Linked DNA regions of Sus scrofa: region 2 is linked to region 1. The links are chromatin contacts, called in public Hi-C maps. All regions are on one chromosome and are shown on one strand. Each heading gives the region's core, a stretch centred on a gene start, on an enhancer-like site or on the middle of the called end of the contact. The rest is flanking DNA. Distances are from core to core; before and after follow the strand shown.

The links. A called contact is a pair of places that touch in the nucleus more often than the background predicts.
Region 2: a Hi-C map of liver shows a contact between it and region 1, with 4 times the contacts expected there. The contact joins the promoter of OXSR1 here to the promoter of MYD88 in region 1. A contact is called at or near these places in 2 of 5 promoter capture datasets (fetal liver and liver), 23 of 47 Hi-C or Micro-C datasets (alveolar macrophages, blood, brain and 10 more) and 2 of 2 datasets of contacts at active chromatin or transcription factors (alveolar macrophages and skeletal muscle).

Annotation. Positions count from the first base shown.
Region 1 is chr13:22,974,914-22,978,742 of Sscrofa11.1, forward strand. It overlaps MYD88 (myeloid differentiation primary response 88), which reads left to right and starts at 2,038. Exons shown (of 5, transcript NM_001099923.1): 1 at 2,038-2,372; 2 at 3,262-3,387; 3 at 3,765-3,829. The coding sequence starts at 2,045. ACAA1 (3-ketoacyl-CoA thiolase, peroxisomal) reads right to left here. Exons shown (of 15, transcript XM_003132103.4): 4 at 191-2,500. The coding sequence starts at 367.
Region 2 is chr13:23,018,634-23,022,462 of Sscrofa11.1, forward strand. OXSR1 (oxidative-stress responsive 1) reads left to right here and starts at 2,206. Exons shown (of 18, transcript NM_214342.1): 1 at 2,206-2,321. The coding sequence starts at 2,252. ACAA1 (3-ketoacyl-CoA thiolase, peroxisomal) reads right to left here and starts at 1,505. Exons shown (of 15, transcript XM_003132103.4): 1 at 1,382-1,505; 2 at 1-242.

The DNA.
Region 1 (3,829 bases), core at 788-3,287:
AATCCCCCGCTGGCGGCGGAGCTCGGGATTCCCGGGAACCCTCGCTCTCCAAGTCGCACCCCAGAGAGAGCGGTCGCAGCTCGAGCGCGGAGACCCTACCGACGCCGAGGGAAACCGAACAGAGGAACCAAGACCCCAGCCCTCCCTGGGCATCCGTCTCACACCCAGCGCCCCGGGCCAGGGGCCTCACCTTGAAGCCGCCGCGGCCGGATCGGCCAATGGCTGTGCGCCGTCCGTGCACCACCACTATGTCCTCCGCCGACGCCAGAGGATGGCTGCTGCTACAAGGTTCGGCCTGCGGCGCCGGCGCCAAATCCGAAGTGGGCTGGGCCTTCAAGTGGCCCAGCACAACCTGCAGCCTCCACATCGCGTAACTCGGCGGGGTAAATCTTCAGCCAGCAGACCACTGAAGACCGAAGCCAATAGACCACCACCCGCGCAGGAACTACACTTAAGTCCACCGGGTCCTAAACCCCGCCCACGGCTCCTAAGCCCCGCCCACGGCTCCGTGCGTCTAACAGGCCCTTCCCTCTAAAGAGTCTCGCCCCAGCCAACCAGAAGACGAATTTGCCTGAGGTCCCGCCCCCAGCCGCAAATCAAACCTCCTAAAGCTGGACCCAAGAGGATCTTTCCACTCAAAGCCCGCCTACAGGAGCCTGCAGCTGCGAGCCGGTAGGTGAACTTTCCTGAAGCCCCGCCCAGAAATGCAGTTCGGAAACCTTACCGCTTGCAGCTCCGAAACCTTTCCGCTTGCAGCTCCGCCTACCCGAGGCGGGTCTCCAGAAGTTCCTTCCGTGTCTTGAACCAAACTTCGCCACTGCCAGGATTTCCTTTCCCTACAACCCTGCCCACTGCCCGCCGCCAAACAGAAGGCGGGCCTGTCAGAAGCGCCGCCTACAGCTTCTGGCTCGGCGCTCTTACCCTTTCCTAACTTTCTCTTCAGTCTCCCCCAAGCTGGGGGACCTAAATAATTCCGAGACCGCCCAGAGCCAACCCAGACGAGCTTGTGCTCTCCTGGGAAATCTTTCGAGAGGAACTGGGAACTCTGGGACGGTAGGAGAACGGATCGTATAAAGGTGCCGAGATGAGACAGGCTCCCTATCTGGAGAAAGGGCCTCATACTTTTTTTTAAATAACAATTTTACAGTCATTGGGGATGGTTTGATTAGTGCCCACCTCCGCCACTAGGCTGGGGTCTCTAAGGCAGGGAAAGACTCTGTATCCAGGGTGCCTGCAATATACTTGACACTTAACAGGTGATCACTAAATACCTATCGAATGAGCGAATGAATCAAAACTCCCCAGATCAGGACGGCGTTCCCTGCCTCCTGAAGAGCAAGGCCAGGTGCCTGCTTGACTCTCAGCGGAAATGTGTTTTCCCATACCCCAGAGGGTAGTACCGGGGTTCTCTTCGACGCGGAAGGCCAGTGTGTCCTGTTATCCCAATCACGGAGGATGAGACCCCCACTTTTCAAGGGTCCTCAGGCTCCAGAAGGCAGTATGCCTTTTCCCACCTCCACCTCTGAGTGCACAGCCGAGGATTTCCCCGTGGTCTTAGAGGCAGGATTGCGTGTTCCACCAAAATTTGGTGTTTGGGAGACGGCAGAGCCGATGCCTGTCCCCTTGCCCCTTCCCCACCATTCTGGAGGGCAGGACCGTATGAACCCCTCAGATCCCCAATGGAAAGGTTGTAATTCCACCAGAACGCAAAGGGCAAGGTCCCTGTTTCCTATAACCCTCCAAGGAGGGTCGTCGTCCCACCGCCGTAACAGACCCTTGAAGACAGGAGGAAAGACAGCTTCACGGACCTCAAAAGGCAGGTTCCCAGGCTCCACAACCCCCGTCCCCCGAGATCCTGAGAGCTGAGACGGGGCGTCCCCCACCTCCACACATCTGCTGGGCTCCAGATTGTAGGGCAGGGTGGCGCTTCTCGGAAAGAGAAACAGGCGGGGCGGGACCAGGAGGGCGGGGTGGCTTTATGGGAAGGAGGAAGCACAGGCCCACAAGGCGACTCGACAGCGCGGAGGCTCCCCGGCGGCCCGCCATGGCTGAAGGAGGCTCCGGAGCGGAGTCCGCGCCCCCCACCCCCTCCATGTCCTCCCTGCCTCTGGCAGCGCTCAATGTGCGAGTGCGGCACCGCCTGTCGCTCTTCCTAAACGTGCGGACGCAGGTGGCTGCGGACTGGACTGGGCTGGCGGAGGAGATGAACTTCGAGTACCTGGAGATCCGGCGGCTGGAGACGCATCCCGACCCCACGCGCAGCCTGCTGGACGACTGGCAAGGACGCCCTGGCGCCTCGGTGGGCCGCCTGCTCGAGCTGCTTGCCAAGCTGGGCCGCGACGACGTGCTGGTGGAACTGGGGCCCAGCATTGGTGAGGACGTTCTCTTCGCCGCATATCCAAGTTGCCAGGGTGGGGGTGGGGGTGTGTGAAGGCGCTGACCTTCACTCGCCTCAGCATCCATCCCTCCTTTCCCGCCTGGGGTGGAGGGTGGTGGTAATCTAGGGGTAAAGAGGGAGACACTGGAGGCAGCATGTATGGGGGAACCGCGCAGAACCAGTTCCCTCTTTCAATAGCCGGGTATGATAGGGGCTAGAGAAAGGAGGTGAAGGCCTGGAAAGGCAGAGAAGGAAGGAAACAGCTCAGGCAAAGGCTTTCAAGCAGGTCCAGGAATCAGAATTGGGATCCTCTGTAGGGGACTTGGGACTGCTTCAAGTAGAGCAGCAGGGCAGATAAGGGACTGAAAGCTGACAATCTTGGAAACCTCAGGTTCCTAGAAAATGCATCCTTTTCCGCTACTTGCTGACACGTATCTGCACAGGCATGGGGACAGTGGCCCATAGATGGGCACACCTTGCTTGGTTGGGGCCACTGCCCTAGCTGCACATAAACCACCAGTCTCCTGAGTTCTTATATGCCCTGCTCACATCAGCTGTGGATCCTAAAAGAAGCAGATTGTGGATTCTATTCTCAGGAGCCCTACCTAGGAAGTGGGAGTCAGGGGGGCAAAGAGAGAGAGACACACAAGCCTGAACTTAATGTCTTCCATCACAGCCAGAACACCACTGACATCCCTTTACAATGGCCAGAGACAGGTGGGAGCTCACCTTTTCAGAGCTGTTAAACTCTGGATGGCACCAATGGGCTGGAGAAGCCCCGGAGCCAACATGACCTGGGAGGTGGGACAGGGGCTGGGTCTGGACTGTGGAAGAGGCACGGAGTACCTCTGGGGAGCTGGCCACACTTTGTCTCTTCCTCACAGAAGAGGACTGCCGAAAGTATATTCTGAAGCAGCAGCAGGAGGCAGCTGAGAAGCCTTTACAGGTGGACTCTGTAGATAGCAGCATCCCTTGGATGTCAGGCATCACCATTCGAGATGACCCCCTGGGTAAGTGCCCAGTACTTCCTTCCTAGGCCACAGGACACTGCGGTGTTAAGAGCATGGATGTGGCACTTTGGGCAAGACACTTAATCTCTCTGAGCTTTATTTTCCTAAGAAACAGGAAGAGTAGTAGTCTTATCTCTGGGTTTGGCATGACAGTTTCATATGATGTATCTGTCTCATGGTCAGCCTAGGGCTTAGCTGGGGGGTGGGGGTAGGGTGCTCATCTTTCCTCTCCTAGGAAAGACCCTTTCTCTGAATAGTGTCATCTCAGAATTGTGTAGGGTCTGGGACCAGGGGTGCTTAGTCTTGGGGCACCTGACTGGGTTCCTCCCCAGCCATCCTGTAGAGCTCTGACCATAACCCTTGTGCTCTGCACCCAGGGCAAATGCCTGAGCATTTTGATGCCTTCATCTGCTACTGCCCCAGCGATATCCAGTTTGTGCAG
Region 2 (3,829 bases), core at 956-3,455, 44 kb after region 1:
TCGTCTCTCAATGAATTCTTTCTGCAACAAGACATAAAGAACCTGAACTTCATAAAGTCTTGAGACCAGGTGTGGGATTTCAGTTAAAAGACAGTGGGTTGAGTCCTAGTCCATGGGTTCAGGTCCCAGTCTGAGTTCCAGCTGAGTAAAAGTCCCATTTCAGTTGTATGGTTTCACTTCTTCTGGTACAAACCTTGAGATTTCTTTTTTCTTTTTTTTTTTTTTGGTTTTTAGGGCCCCACCTGTGGCATATGGAAATTCCCAGGTTAGAGGATGAATCAGAGCTGTAGCTGCTGGCCTATGCCACAGACACAGCAACGCTGGATCGGAGCTGTGTCTTCGACCTACACCACAGCTCATGGCAACACCAGATCCTTAACCCACTGAGCAAAGCCTAACCCACATCCTCACGGATACTAGATGGGTTCATAACCCACTGAGCCACAAAGGGAACTCCAAAACCTTGAGATTTCTAATCTCTACCATCAGGTTTATCTCCTGACAGATCTGATCCCCATCTCTCTTCTCCCTGCCAAATGAAAGGCAAGAAACACATGGCAATAAAGGTGTCAGTAGTAACAGCTGAAACCAATCTTTACAGCAAGGCCTGTGCTATGCTTTCAGACATGGGAACAATAGCACCTTCGCCGTGACTGGATATTCTAGCCTCTCAAATTCCTCCTGTTGGCATCAATGTGAACTTTTCAGGGTCTCCTCTGTGAAACATTATCCAATGCCACCAACCAGGTGGAAACCTGCTAACAGCTTCGTTCTGCAGCTCCCAGTTGACTGCTTTGGTTTTGTGGTCAATGGATTTCCTGCACAAGGTTTCCAGTGCCTGGTAGGGTATGGTTCTTAATGACTAATACAGGTCTGAAAGATGTTCAACTCAGAGGGGTTCACAACCGAGCCTGACCCACATCGATACTCTCGTCTCCATTCTACCAAGCGCGTTCAATTTTCACCTCATTAATTTCCCCCAAAGACCTAAGTGTTCAACTTGAGAAAACTTAAGTTCAGTGAGGTCACACAAAAGTCAAGGCCCTTGAAATGACCTCAGATACCGTGGGCCAAACCTCACTCGTTTAGTATTTCCAGCCACATCAAGGGAAAAATGCCAACCTTCTGAGGTCCCAAGGTAAGGGCTCACTTGAGCTCCCGACCCAAAGCTTAGAGGGGACAGAACACCCTCCTGCCCCGTAAGGTTAGAGAAAATGCTATATCGCGCGCTGCAAAGAAAACTTCCGCCTAGAAAGTGTCGTCACTTTCGGTGAACTTCCGGCTCCACTCAGTCCCGTGGCCAAAGGCCTTTTATCCTATTTGGCAGTCGTCCACACTCCCAGGTTACCCCACCCAGCTGCTCCCTAGGGTTTCTCCACACCCTGCGGAGCCTTTTGCACGTCTTGAGGGTGTGACGGTTACGCCGCGACGTCACTCGGCGGAACCAGGCAAAGCAATCAAGGTACCAGAGATCGCCAAAGATCGGAGCCCTGTCGCCAAACCGCGCGCCGAGCGCCTGGAGGCAGGACTAATTTATGAGTGACGTCCACACACGCCTATTGCCTTTCTGATTCCTTCTCAAATAAGCCAATGAATGCGACGGCGGAGACGGCAACGTGCCCCAGCCGCCAGAAGTGGCTCCGCCCCCTCTACTCGACCGCCCTTTAGTTGCCATGCTTAGTGTGGCTAAAGCTTCTGGGCTATTTAAGGCTCTTCTCTGGCTTTCCGAGTTCCTTGCCGAACTCCTGCCAAAGCATTTCCTCCCTCCCCTTGTCAACTTCCTCCTCGAGCTCCAAGCGCTTTCGCTTTTTATCCAGCCACTCTTGATATGGCGCCTGGGGGCGTGGCCCATGGAGGCGTGCCCGGCGTGGTGACGTCAGCGCGCTGCGTGTCGGCAGGTGGAGGGAGAAGGGAAAGTTTGGCCCGTGCGTGGGGCTAGGGTGGAGGGCGGGACGGAGGGGCTGGGCCCAGGCGAAGCTAGTGTCGCTGCAGCAGCGGAGGCCGAGGCCAGGCGCTGGGCCGAGCCGGGGAGTGCCAGCCGCGGAGGAACAGGAGACGAGGTCTGCCGGCGTTTCGAGCCCACCGCCGCTTTGCCGCGCGGACACCCCCCGCCAGGCGCCGTCCGACCAGTGGCTGTTCCAGAGGCGGTTGGTGGGGGCGCGGCAGCAGCGGTTGGGGGTGGGGAGAGGCGCGGCTAGGAGACGGGAGAGGTCAGCGAGTTGGAGGGAGAACCGAGTGCGGTGCCGCCGTCATGTCCGAGGACTCCAGCGCCTTGCCCTGGTCCATCAACAAGGACGATTATGAGCTGCAGGAGGTGATTGGTAAGAGCTGTCGCCTTGGAGGGAGGAGGCGCTACGTTGGGCGGCGGGTGACACGCGGGAGCTTGGGGAGGGCAGGACCCTCAGATATTCTTGGGCACTCGAGCGGCCCGGGGCGAGGTAGGGCGCGTGGGTGAGGCTTTGCGTTTGTGCAGCGCGTGCGAGGCAGGGAGGCTACTTTGAGTGGCGCTCCTGTGCGGCGGGGCAGGGTGGGGTTTGAGGGGCTCCCAAGAGATTTGCGTACTGACTGATGTTTGAACCTGAGCGACAGGTGTGTTTGGGAGAGAAAAGTGCAGGTGTCGGAAAGGCCTTTACAAGGCGCTTCGAGAAGTGAGGTATTGCAGTTGGGACACGGCCCCCTATTTGGGGGGTGATGGGATAGAGTGCTTTTGTTCACTTCAGCATCCTTGTAAGAAGTGCCAGGCGTTGCTGGGATGGAGCCAGGGATCCTCTCCAGATGAAGCTGCAAGTACAGCACTGAGCTTTGTAGACAACTTGCGACTGCTTGAAATTGACTTTCTAGTTACAGAGGTAGACATTAGATAAGTAGGCAAATAAAAAGAATGACAGGTTTTGGCAAGTGCTAGGAAGGAAATAACCAAGAAGTTCTGATAGAGAATAACCTAGAGACCTAGTCGGGGCGATTTCAAGGAAGTTGTTTTTTCCGAGGCATTGACATGGAAGTTGAGCACTGAAGGATGACCGTCTTAAAGAGCCTAAGGAAGATTTTTCCTTCCTGAGGGATGAGGAAATGCAAAGGCCTTGAGGAGGGAAGGAGCTTGGTGTGTTTTAGGACCTGAACGAAGACTGGTAAGGATAGAAAAGTAAGGGAAGGGCCAGATCTTAGGGACCTTCTCAGCCAAGGTGAGGATTTTGGAATTTTATTTTAAGTGTTATTGAGCGCCTTCAAGGGGAACATGACATGATTTGATGGGTCTGGCTGTTTTGTGTGAAATGGGTTTGAAGGGGTCCTGGGAATACCAGTTGGCAGAAACCAAAACTTGCACAAACATGGATTGTAATTCTCTCTGAGAGGCACAGTGATTGAGGGAGCGTGGGGGCCAGGGATGAGGGGGTATTTGTTGGACAACAATAATCCAGTGATTTTAGAAATCAGAAGGGGGTGGGTTCAGCTAAACAGAAGCTCAATACAACTGATAGGAGCAGACCCCTGTGTGTTGGAGGAAGGAGATTGTCTACTTTGCTAGCTCAGCATCCTGTCCTAAAATTAGTTTTATAACAAAGAGTGGATGAAAACCCCTTAGCTGGTCTTGTGGGGTTTGAGTGTTTATTGCATTCTGCCTGTATTTAAAGAAACTTCGTCACATTTCTTTTTTTCACTTTACTTGCCTCTTGTTTCGAAACAAATCTGGGCTAAGTTTTATCTGAAAGACATCACAACTTTTTCCTTAAGCCACTTCATGGATCTGGTCCTTCCTGCTGGGTCTTTGATGTGTACTGGTTGGTTGTAAAAACAGCTAGCTAGATCCCTGTCTTGATTGACTGCTTCT